Regions from separate parts of the Mus musculus genome. Here all the other regions are linked to region 1. Evidence: chromatin contacts called from public promoter capture Hi-C data. All regions are on one chromosome and are shown on one strand. The core of a region is the stretch at or near the end of the contact, and the rest is flanking DNA. Distances in the headings are between cores, read along the strand shown. Region 1 holds the start of Alox12b (arachidonate 12-lipoxygenase, 12R type). Region 2 overlaps Dnah2 (dynein, axonemal, heavy chain 2). Region 3 overlaps Dnah2 (dynein, axonemal, heavy chain 2).

Evidence for each region. Promoter capture Hi-C pulls out the DNA fragments that hold promoters and counts their contacts.
Region 2: a promoter capture Hi-C map of embryonic stem cells shows a contact between it and region 1. The contact joins the enhancer-like site here to the promoter of Alox12b in region 1. A contact is called at or near these places in 17 of 39 promoter capture datasets (the C10 cell line, the HPC-7 cell line, HPC-7-derived erythroid cells and 11 more), 1 of 15 datasets of contacts at CTCF or cohesin (the NIH/3T3 cell line), 2 of 484 Hi-C or Micro-C datasets (bone marrow-derived macrophages and hematopoietic stem and progenitor cells), 1 of 115 datasets of contacts at active chromatin or transcription factors (embryonic stem cells) and 3 of 9 other capture datasets (adipose tissue, liver and macrophages).
Region 3: a promoter capture Hi-C map of hippocampal neurons shows a contact between it and region 1, with 4 times the contacts expected there. The contact joins the enhancer-like site here to the promoter of Alox12b in region 1. A contact is called at or near these places in 24 of 39 promoter capture datasets (the 3T3-L1 cell line, the C10 cell line, the HPC-7 cell line and 14 more), 1 of 15 datasets of contacts at CTCF or cohesin (the NIH/3T3 cell line), 7 of 484 Hi-C or Micro-C datasets (the 63-12 cell line, the HPC-7 cell line, bone marrow-derived macrophages and 3 more), 4 of 115 datasets of contacts at active chromatin or transcription factors (bone marrow-derived macrophages, craniofacial prominence, embryonic hindbrain and 1 more) and 4 of 9 other capture datasets (adipose tissue, embryonic stem cells, liver and 1 more).

Annotation. Positions count from the first base shown.
Region 1 is chr11:69,155,766-69,158,874 of GRCm38.p6, reverse strand. Alox12b (arachidonate 12-lipoxygenase, 12R type) reads right to left here and starts at 1,803. Exons shown (of 15, transcript NM_009659.2): 1 at 1,482-1,803; 2 at 397-601. The coding sequence starts at 1,628.
Region 2 is chr11:69,467,777-69,470,780 of GRCm38.p6, reverse strand. The region is part of intron 39 of Dnah2 (dynein, axonemal, heavy chain 2); the gene reads left to right. Among named protein-coding and RNA genes, the nearest start is that of Kdm6b, 53 kb to the right of the region's middle. Within about 2 kb of position 1,305, at least 16 of the 459 cell types and tissues checked have an H3K27ac peak or open chromatin away from gene starts, as enhancers often do. A contact at or near this core is called in embryonic stem cells and trophoblast stem cells, where this site is marked.
Region 3 is chr11:69,525,527-69,528,751 of GRCm38.p6, reverse strand. All of the region lies in intron 4 of Dnah2 (dynein, axonemal, heavy chain 2), which reads left to right. Among named protein-coding and RNA genes, the nearest start is that of Dnah2, 22 kb to the left of the region's middle. Within about 2 kb of position 1,486, at least 80 of the 459 cell types and tissues checked have an H3K27ac peak or open chromatin away from gene starts, as enhancers often do. A contact at or near this core is called in craniofacial prominence, hippocampal neurons, nephron progenitors and 1 more, where this site is marked.

The DNA of each region.
Region 1 (3,109 bases), core at 554-3,053:
CTGCATGAGCTAATAGAGCTCCCTGGGCCTCAGGATCTGGGAATGCTCTCTGCATGAGCTGATAGTGCTCCCTGCATGAGCTGATAGTGCTCCCTGGGCCTCAAGATGTGGGAATGCTCTCTGAATGAGTTGATAGAGTTCCCTGGACCTCAGGATCTGGGAATGCTCTCTGCATGAGGCTGATAGTGCTCTCTGCATGAGCTGGTAGTACTCCCTGGGCCTCATACACTTGGGTTCCTTCACTGTGCAGCCCTAAGCTAAGCCCAGAGCAGCAATGGGCACTAAGGCTGGCCATGCCTGATTGACTTGATGGGATCCCGAAGTGGCCAATCTGGAGTAGCTGGGCAAGAGTAAGGAAACTCCCTGCATGGGATGAGGTGGTCAGTGCTGGCTCACCTGTGGCCTCCCGGAGTGCCAGGGTCTCATAGCCATCCATCCACTGGTAAGCTGGGAAGTGGTAGACACGGCAGTCGGGAGCACAGATCTGCACATAGTTGCAGTACCAGGGGTCCTTGGCTAGGAAGGAATGAGGCTCCTTGTGCAGACGGATGATGATAAGCTCCCCCAGGTCCTGCTGGCACTGTACCGTGTAGTCATCCACCTGCACAAAACATGGGGGCTGAGTGACCTGGCCAGTTCCTGAAGGCTTACCCTTTACCTGCTCATGTTAGTAACACTCCCCTGCTGGACTGAGGAGTGCACAGAGCAAGGATAAAGAGAAGGCACAGATGTGAACCCCCTGACTTGGCTGCCCTCTGCTGGGCCCATTTACCCAAGGCAGGGAAAGACCCCTGCCTTATCCATCCTTCCTAAGGTCCCAGTCGCTTGAGGCTGCAGGAGCTATTTAGAATCTTGGGGGCAAAAGAGTCAGCGCCCAGGACTCCCTAGCATCCTGCACTCCTAGACTGGACAGCAGAGTGCCCCCCTGCCCTTCTCCCACTTTTCAAGGAAGATGTAGGAATTCAGAAGTGGCCACACAGATGACGGAGCCTATTCGGATCACACAGGAGCAGAAGGCTATCAAAATCACAGAGTGGCTTCCATTAGGGCAAAGCAAGTCCCCACTGGCCAGGCTGGTCGGATGCCATTTGAAGTCACAGAGAATCCAATGCAAATGGAAGCCAGTTGTGATGCAACGTGGCTGAGGAAGAGTGAGTAAGGATGGGAGAGAGGTGATGGAAAGGCATGAGAATAGAAGAAACCTTAAGGTGTGGAAGAGAACTGAGAGAGGTGGATAAGCTCAAAGAGAAGAGGAGGGGGCAAGGAAAGAAGAGGGAGAAGGATGTATTGGTTGGAAAGAATGAGAGAAGAGTGAGCAAAGAGGATGAATATGTGTGGGGAGAGATAGGAAACCAGTTGGGAGCCCACAGTGTTAGAGTTGTCCTTGGTTCTCCAGTCCCCTGGCCCAGCTCTGGCTGCCTACCGGATACCTCCATCCACCCCAAGCCTCCATCCATCCTGGGTGACGCGTGCGCACTTACCGCCCCCGTGGCAAAGTCTCTCCCAAAGTGGTTCAACCGCTGCTTATGGCTCTCTCCTTGGGTCCCCACGATGGTCAGTGAAATTGAATCCAGCGTCCCCGAAAAGAAGTCAGTGCCCGTGGCCACCTTGACTTTATAGGTGGCCATGGCCGCTCTTCAGGAGCCAAGAGAGGGCTCAATCCCGGACACTATGGCTAAAGCCACACAGTTAGAAACGAGGTAGACAAGGGAAGCCAGACAGCGAAGAGTGATGGAGCAGTCAGTGATGGAGCAGTCAGCGGGAACCACTGTCCCGCGAATGCCTCTGGAGCCGGGAGCAGCTGCTGCCCTTGGCGGGGCGGGAGGGATGTGAGCCTGGCAGATGAGGCGGAGCCGGGCCAGTAGCCCGTGAGCAGGCGTCTGCGCTTGAGACCTATAGGAGCTGATGGGGAGGAACCGCAGGCAGGGCGCTGAGAGGGCGGATAGAAGATGCTGAGGCTGAAGCAGCCTTCAGGGTGTGGGAGCTGTCTAGGCTGAGCCAGGGCCCCAGGGAAGTTGGGGGAGGGGGCGGGGCAGGGCCTTCAGATCTTTATCAAACTAATAAGCTGTTCGCCCCCATTGGCTGCAGCGACAGGCACCCATGCTGAACCTGGCCAAAATCAGAAGTGACCTGCTTTGGAAGGCATGAGGAGTGATACAGACGTGCTGTCCAGTGTCCTGCTTTTGCGTTAGAACCCAGGGCCTGCAGTACACATCAGGAAGAATGTTGAAGCCAGGAGACTAAAGACCACAAGGGACAAGAGATGCAGGGTGGAAGGGTTTGGAGCCTAAAGCCTGTAGCTGCTGCTTCCTTGTTAGCCAGTATCTACTTAGGAGAACCTGGTGTTGATACGCAGAGGACAGTTGAGAGAACAGCTGAGGCAGGAGAATAAGACTAAAGGACTTCAGTTCACTGTAGAGAACATACAGAAAATGTGGGAGACCCTGAGTTCAATCTCCAACCCCCAAAGGGATCAGGCTAAAGTCAGGCACAGTGGTCCACACCTCAACTTCCAGCTACTTGGAGGCTGAGCCAAGAGCCTCTGATGCCTGAGCTACAAAGGAAGACCATCATCTCACAGAGAGAGAGAGAGAGAGAGAGAGAGAGAGAGAGAGAGAGAGAGAGAGAGAGAGAGGAAGAGAGAGGAAGAGAGAGAGGAAGAGAGAGAGAGGAAGAGAGAGAAAGAGGAAGAGAGAGGAAGAGAGAGAGAGGAAGAAAGAAAGAAAAAAAGAAAGAAGGAAAGAAGGAAAGAGAGAGAAAGGAAGGAAGAAAGAAAGAGAGAGAGGAAGGAAGGAAGAAAGAAGGAAAGAAAGAAAGAGAGGGAGAGAGAAAGAAAGAGAGGGAGAGAGAAAGAAAGAAAGAAAGAAAGAAAGAAAGAAAGAAAGAAAGAAAGAGAGGGAGAGAGAAAGGAAGGAAGGAAGGAAAGAAAAGAGGGAGAGAAGGAGAGAGAGAGAATTAAGATTGAAAAAAACTTTTTGTCTTAGATGTGTGGGTGTCTATGTAGGAGTGTCTGTTTACCACTTGGGTGCCTGGTGTCTGCAGAGGCCATAAGGTAGCATTGGGTTCCCTGGAACTGGAGTAAGAGAAGGCTGTGAGCCACCATGTGGGT
Region 2 (3,004 bases), core at 56-2,555, 310 kb before region 1:
CACCGTGCGTGTGCGTGTGCGTGTGCGTGTGCGTGTGCGTGTGTGTGTGTGTGTGTGTGTGTGTGTGTGTAGGGGGTGTGCTGGGGCTGGGCTTGTCCTTGTCTGGCTTGCATACCTATCTGCTTAGGACTTGGTTACCTGCAGGGCCTAGGTTCCCTAACAAAAGAACCCGAACAAACAAGAAAGAGCCTGGTGGAGAAATAGATAGGCCAAGGAGAGGAAATACAAAGCAAACCATCAATGGCCTCTGCTGGGGAGTGGTGGGCATCTCTGCAGACACAGGGACTCTGGGGGTGAGGAGGATAGCCGGTCCCCTCTATGCATTCAGGTCAGCCTGGGCCACCAAGACTCCACCCTGAACAATGATCAGAATTATCCAAGTGAAATTCTAATGAAATGCTATTAAGAAAGGACTATGGCAGACAAAGGGGAGAAGAGATAGGATTTAAAGGAAAATCTAGGTGAGATAACATTCAAACAATTTCAAAAGTCACAGAGAAGAGCATGGAGGGATGAGGTCCTTGCTCACAGCTAAAGGAAATCCCACATAAACGTGGACTAGAACAGTCCTTTAACAGGCTGCCCCTGGGAAATTCTAGATATTGAACAAGAAGACTATTTCAGCTGTTTCCAAGGAGGAAAAGAAAAAAGAGGCAAGAGACTAAAAACAACCACAAACCAGGCTGTTCTGTGTCTCAACAATAATGTTAAGTATGCTAATAATGGAGCAGCCTTCAAAATTCCAGGGGTAAATAATTTCTGACTTCAAATTCTGTCTCATCCAACCTATCTTATAGAAGGCTAGATCAGCTACACTTTCAATTATGCTTATTTCAAACAAACAAAAAGCCTCTAATATGTTCATGAGCCGAGAGAATGTGGCCTCACTAAAGTGTAGGTACAGACTATGAAAAGTTAGCAGAGAAGCAGACACAGGAATACCATTCGTTCAAGAGAAGCTTAAATAAAGCTTCAGGGGTTGGTCAACAGAGAGCCCAAGATGGCAGTCACAGGGTGAGCAGAGAGACAGAAGGCAGTAGGAGGAGATCAAGGCTATCAAGCCTCTTCAGTGCGTGAACCCTTCCTCTATTGATAAATAAAATCCAAAGGCTTCAGGAGTGTGTCTAACAGAGAAATTGATAAGTGATGTGACCATCATTCAGACACTCTTAATTAACTAGCAGAGTTTGGAGTTAGCTTTGTGATAAGGATCTTGAAACCCAGGTAAGCAACAGGCACAGAATCTGTTAGCGCCCTCGGGGCAAACACGCCATCTGGAAGAAAAGTCCCCGCCCTGACGGTAATCCTCGGGAGTGTCTCCTACATGAGACACACCTGAAGCTGAAGGACAAAGGCTTGGGAGTCTCAGGGGAGGAGGTCTGCCAGATCGCTACGCATCCAGAGAGAGCTGGGGAAGCCAAGACAGACAGACAGACAGCACAGCCTTCAAGGCAAAACGCTTTACTGGAAATACAAAGTCACCTCAAGATAAAAAAAAAAAAAAAAAAAAAGGTTCAGATTGTCCAGGAAGATAAAATAGATTGAATTTGGATGTACTTAAGATGCAGACTCAAAAGAACTAAAGCTAAATTGGCTGAGATGTCAGGAGAAATAGATAAACCCATAGAATAGAGGCGGGTTTTAACCTCTTAGTAAGTAAACCAGGCTGACTGAAATTTACGGTCATGGAAGATTTGAACAACACAACGGACAACTTTGAGTTGATTCATAGTTGATTCATAAAGAGCATATAGACACTGAACATGTAAAGGCCATGAGTCTGCCTCAAAAACTTGAAGGCACCCATTCAGCATATGTATTCTGACTACAGTGATAACTACCCTTTTCAGACAAAGCAAGCTTTGCATTTTTATTTATTATTATTATTATTAGTGTGTGTGTGTGTATGTGTGCATGTGAAAGAGTGTGTGTGCATGATCTATGTGTATGGGCATGCCTGCCATAGCACATGTGTGGAGGCTAGAGGGCAGCTTTGTGGAGTTGGCTATGAATGACCAGAGTCAGCACAGGACACAGCAGCAAGACTAAGTTCTCAGCACCACGGGAGATTTATTTGCCCCAGAGGGACAAAGGGCAGGGAATCAGAGACAGATGAGGGTGAGAATGAGGGAGAAGAGAAAAGGAACAAGGGAGAGGGGGAAAGCATAGTTGCTCTGGAAGGACAATGGACTGCCTCTGGATGGAGAGAAGACAGATGCGGCCCCATAGGCAAATGACAGTTTATAAATGGGGGAGAAGAACCCAGTGTTAGGACGAGTTGGTTAATTTTGATTTTGAGGAGTTTGGTTTGGTCAGCACAGCATTCAAGGTGTAGGGGTGTCTCAGATATCTTGCCCAGTATTAGCAGCAGGATGTGGCCTTTTCTTCCAGACTATGCTGAAGCTGGCTGGACCTTGGTGGTCAGCTACCTTTTATATTTACATGGGCTCTGGGGGGGTCAAAACCCCAGATCACCATGCTGGCATAGCAAATGCCCTTGGCCTCGGCACCATCTTGCCATCCCTAAAGCAAACTATAGAAAGATACAACATTAAAAAGTTAAGGAAAGGGGCTGGAGAGATGGCTCAGTGGTTAAAGAGCACTGACTGCTCTTCCAAAGGTCCGAAGTTCAAATCCCAGCAACCACATGGTGGCTCACAACCATCCGTAACAAAATCTGATGCCCTCTTCTGGAGTGTCTGAAGACAGCTACAGTGTACTTACATATAATAAATAAATAAATCTTTTTTAAAAAAAGTTAAGGAAAATATACAGACCCATGTACAGAAAAATATAACAGACAGGCTCGCGCTTGTGATCTCAGTCCACAGGAGGTGAGGCTGGAGGGTAACTGCTATTTTGAAGGAATCCTGGGCTATATAATTGGCTACAGAGTAAGACTGTGTCTCAAAAAAATAAAAATATTGGAGGGGGTGGTGGTGACTCACACCTTTAATCCCATCACTAAGAGGACAGAGGCAGGCAGATCTCTGGGTTTGAGGCC
Region 3 (3,225 bases), core at 237-2,736, 370 kb before region 1:
AAAGGAGATTCATAGACATAAGAATCCTTTATTAAACTATAGTAATTAAAACAGTTAATACTAGGGCAGGAGTATAAATGATGAATAGCAGCATTAAAGGAATGTATAAAAATAGATATGAGTGGGTTGGAAAGATGGCTCAGAGGTTAAGAGCACTGACTGCTCTTCCAGAGGGCCTGAGTTCAATTCCCAGCAACCACATGGTGGCTCATAACCATCTGCAGTGGGATTTGATGCCCTCTTCTGGTGTGTCTGAAGACAGCGACAGTGTACTCACATACATATAATAAATAAAATCTTGAGAGAGAGAGAGAGAGAGAGAGAGAGAGAGAGAGAGAGAGACAGATCCATTTAACTTGCTACAACAGTAGATGAGAGATTTTACTGTATTCTCCAGGTTAGGGTGGCTAGTTTAAACTTCCTTTAAAAAATGACTACGCACAGTAGCTTAGTGGAACCTTCAGGAGGCCCTGCACTCAATCCCCAGCACAGAAAGGGAAAAAAAGAGTCATGTCTCTCGGCATTCTGATTTTAGACTCCAAGGAGTGTCTCCTCCTGCCATGCCCACGCCTTTCTCCACTGTGATGCTCTGTGCCCTGTCACACCGTTAGCCAAAATAAACCCTTCTTCACTGGGGCAGGGGTAGAGGTGGGAGTGGGGGAGTCCATAACCTAGTATCTGATAAAAGGGGCAAAGAGTGAGACCTGGGACATGAAGGCAGCTCACAGCCCAGGATCCACAGAACACAGGGAAAAGGCATAATCAAATCTAGTGAATTTCACAAACAGGTGTGAACCCTAAACTGTGCTGAAGCTCCAAGTTCCTTCTCTTCCCGCACTTGGTTGGGGGAAAACCTTGGAGCATTCCAAACATCCCCCAAGAGGTTTGTCATTTAACAAAGATTTGCTATTGCCTTAAATTAGCCTTAACCACGTGCCCCTCCTCACACAAGTCTCTCAGGCTACAGAAAAGAGAATAACATAAAATACCTAATCCTTTCACTTTACCTTCAAGAGGCAAAATAAACTGGCCTCTCCCAGTGGGGCATCAAGAAGTCGCCCACAGTGTGCTAGAGCCAAAAGAGTGAATTGACAAAGCTGCTCAGGCATGAGCAAAATGGGGCGAAATTGCATGGCAACGGCGGGCACATTATACCAAGGACAAAGGGAAGAAAAAAAAAAAAAAGAACAAAGCGCGTATACAGGAGGGAGATCTAACCCAAGGAAGGAGGCTCCTCACAACAGCCACGGTGCAACTCGATACCAACATGAATTCAGTCTCTACGAGATGATAAAAGGTGGAAGGAGATGAAAGGGGGAGGTGGGGCACGGATCTTAGGGAACGAATAAGGCAGCGTGCTACAAAACCAGATGAGAAATGGCGGGGAACTGAATAGCTGTGGTTGAAAATCCGTCACCGACTGAGCGCAAGGCTGAGGCAGCCGCCGTTCATGAGAAAGAAAAGGCCGGACACATTAATGCAATTAGGGAGACGCGAATAGACACGAGGGATGGGCACAGCCCAGCTGCAGGAGTAGACAGCCGTCACAGTGTGGATTTAGAGAGAACATACAAAGAATTTTCCTGAGATGCACAAGGAACGGCGTCTGGGAGTGAGAAGGCTGCGCTGTTGCTGCTTACCGACGGCCTCTCACGTTAATGTCAGCGTGCATTTTAGTTTCAGCACTGAAATGTAAGGATGCCAGTTCTGGGGAACATTATGGCGTTCCACCGAGAACATTTAGCTTCAACCTAATAACAAGCATTTAGATAAATCCAAATTAAGGGACATTTGAAAAACATCTGGCTTGATTCTTAGAGTGATTGATAGTACAACGTAAAAGAGAAAGCCCGACATGATGGTACATGCTTGTAATCCTGTCACCTGAGAGGCTAAAACAGGAGGACACACACACACACACACACACACACACACACACACACACACACAGAGGATAGCAAAGGATAGGAGTTGTTGAAATGAAAGGAGGTTGTAGGAAACAGAGGCAGGAAGGAGTATTAGGAGTTCCAGGCCAGCCTGAGTATGAAACTCTGTCTATACCCCACCAAAAAAACCTAAACAAACAAACAAACAAACAAAAATGCACCTCAAACACCACACACTCACACACTCACTCACACACACACACTCACTCACACACACACACTCACTCACACACACTCACACACACACACTCACTCATTCACACACACACACACACACACACACACACTCACACACTCTCTCTCTCTCACACACACACACACAGAGGCTAGGCATGGTGGTACATACCTTTAATTTCAGCATTAGGGAGATAGAGGTGGAAGGATTCTGTGAGTTGAAAGCCATCCTAATTTATGTAGCAGTGTATTCTAGACCAGGGCTTACATAGTGAGACCCTGTTTCAGAAGAGAAACAGCAGCAACAACAAAATAAGACGATGGATAGCCCTGGGCGGGATATGGATGGGGAGGAAGAGATCCAGCTATACGTGACATCATTTGGACAACTGGAGGAAGTTAAATGTGGACATATATTGTATTAGATAAATTTTTCTATCACCATAATTACAGTAATTTTAGAAGATACAGGCCAAGCATTAAGGGTGTGGCATCTGGATGCCTGCAGCTCACAAAGGCTCAGGTATAAAGAGGGGACAGACAGATGGAGCATTGACATTGAATCCAGGAGGCAAGGATATTTTGTTAACTTTATTTTTCTTGAAAATTTTCTACGAGTTGGAGTTTTTTGAAAATAAAAATTGAAAGAGCCGGGGGTGGTGGCCCAGGTCTGCAGTCGCAGCTGCTAGAAAGCAGAGGCAGAATTTCTGCAATCGTGAGTTCACAGCTGAGACTCAAAAAAAAAAAAAAAAAAAAAAAAGGAAGAAAGAAAGAAAGAAAGAAAAAAAATCGAACATGCGTACATGCACACAACTGAGGGCCGGAATATGGTTCAGTAGGTCATGGTATTTTCTACACAAGCCTAATAATCAGGGTCTGTTCCCCGAATTCTCGGTGGAAGGAGAGAAATGGCTCCCCAAAGATGCCCTCATCTCTACATGTGTGCCCTGACAAAACATGCATATACTTGCGTTCTCTCTTTCTCTCTCTTTCTTTCTTTCTCTCTCTCTCTCTCTCTCGTGCACATGTGCACACACACAGACACACACACATTATCCTCATCACCATCTCCATGATCATCACAATATAAAATAAATAGAAAGTT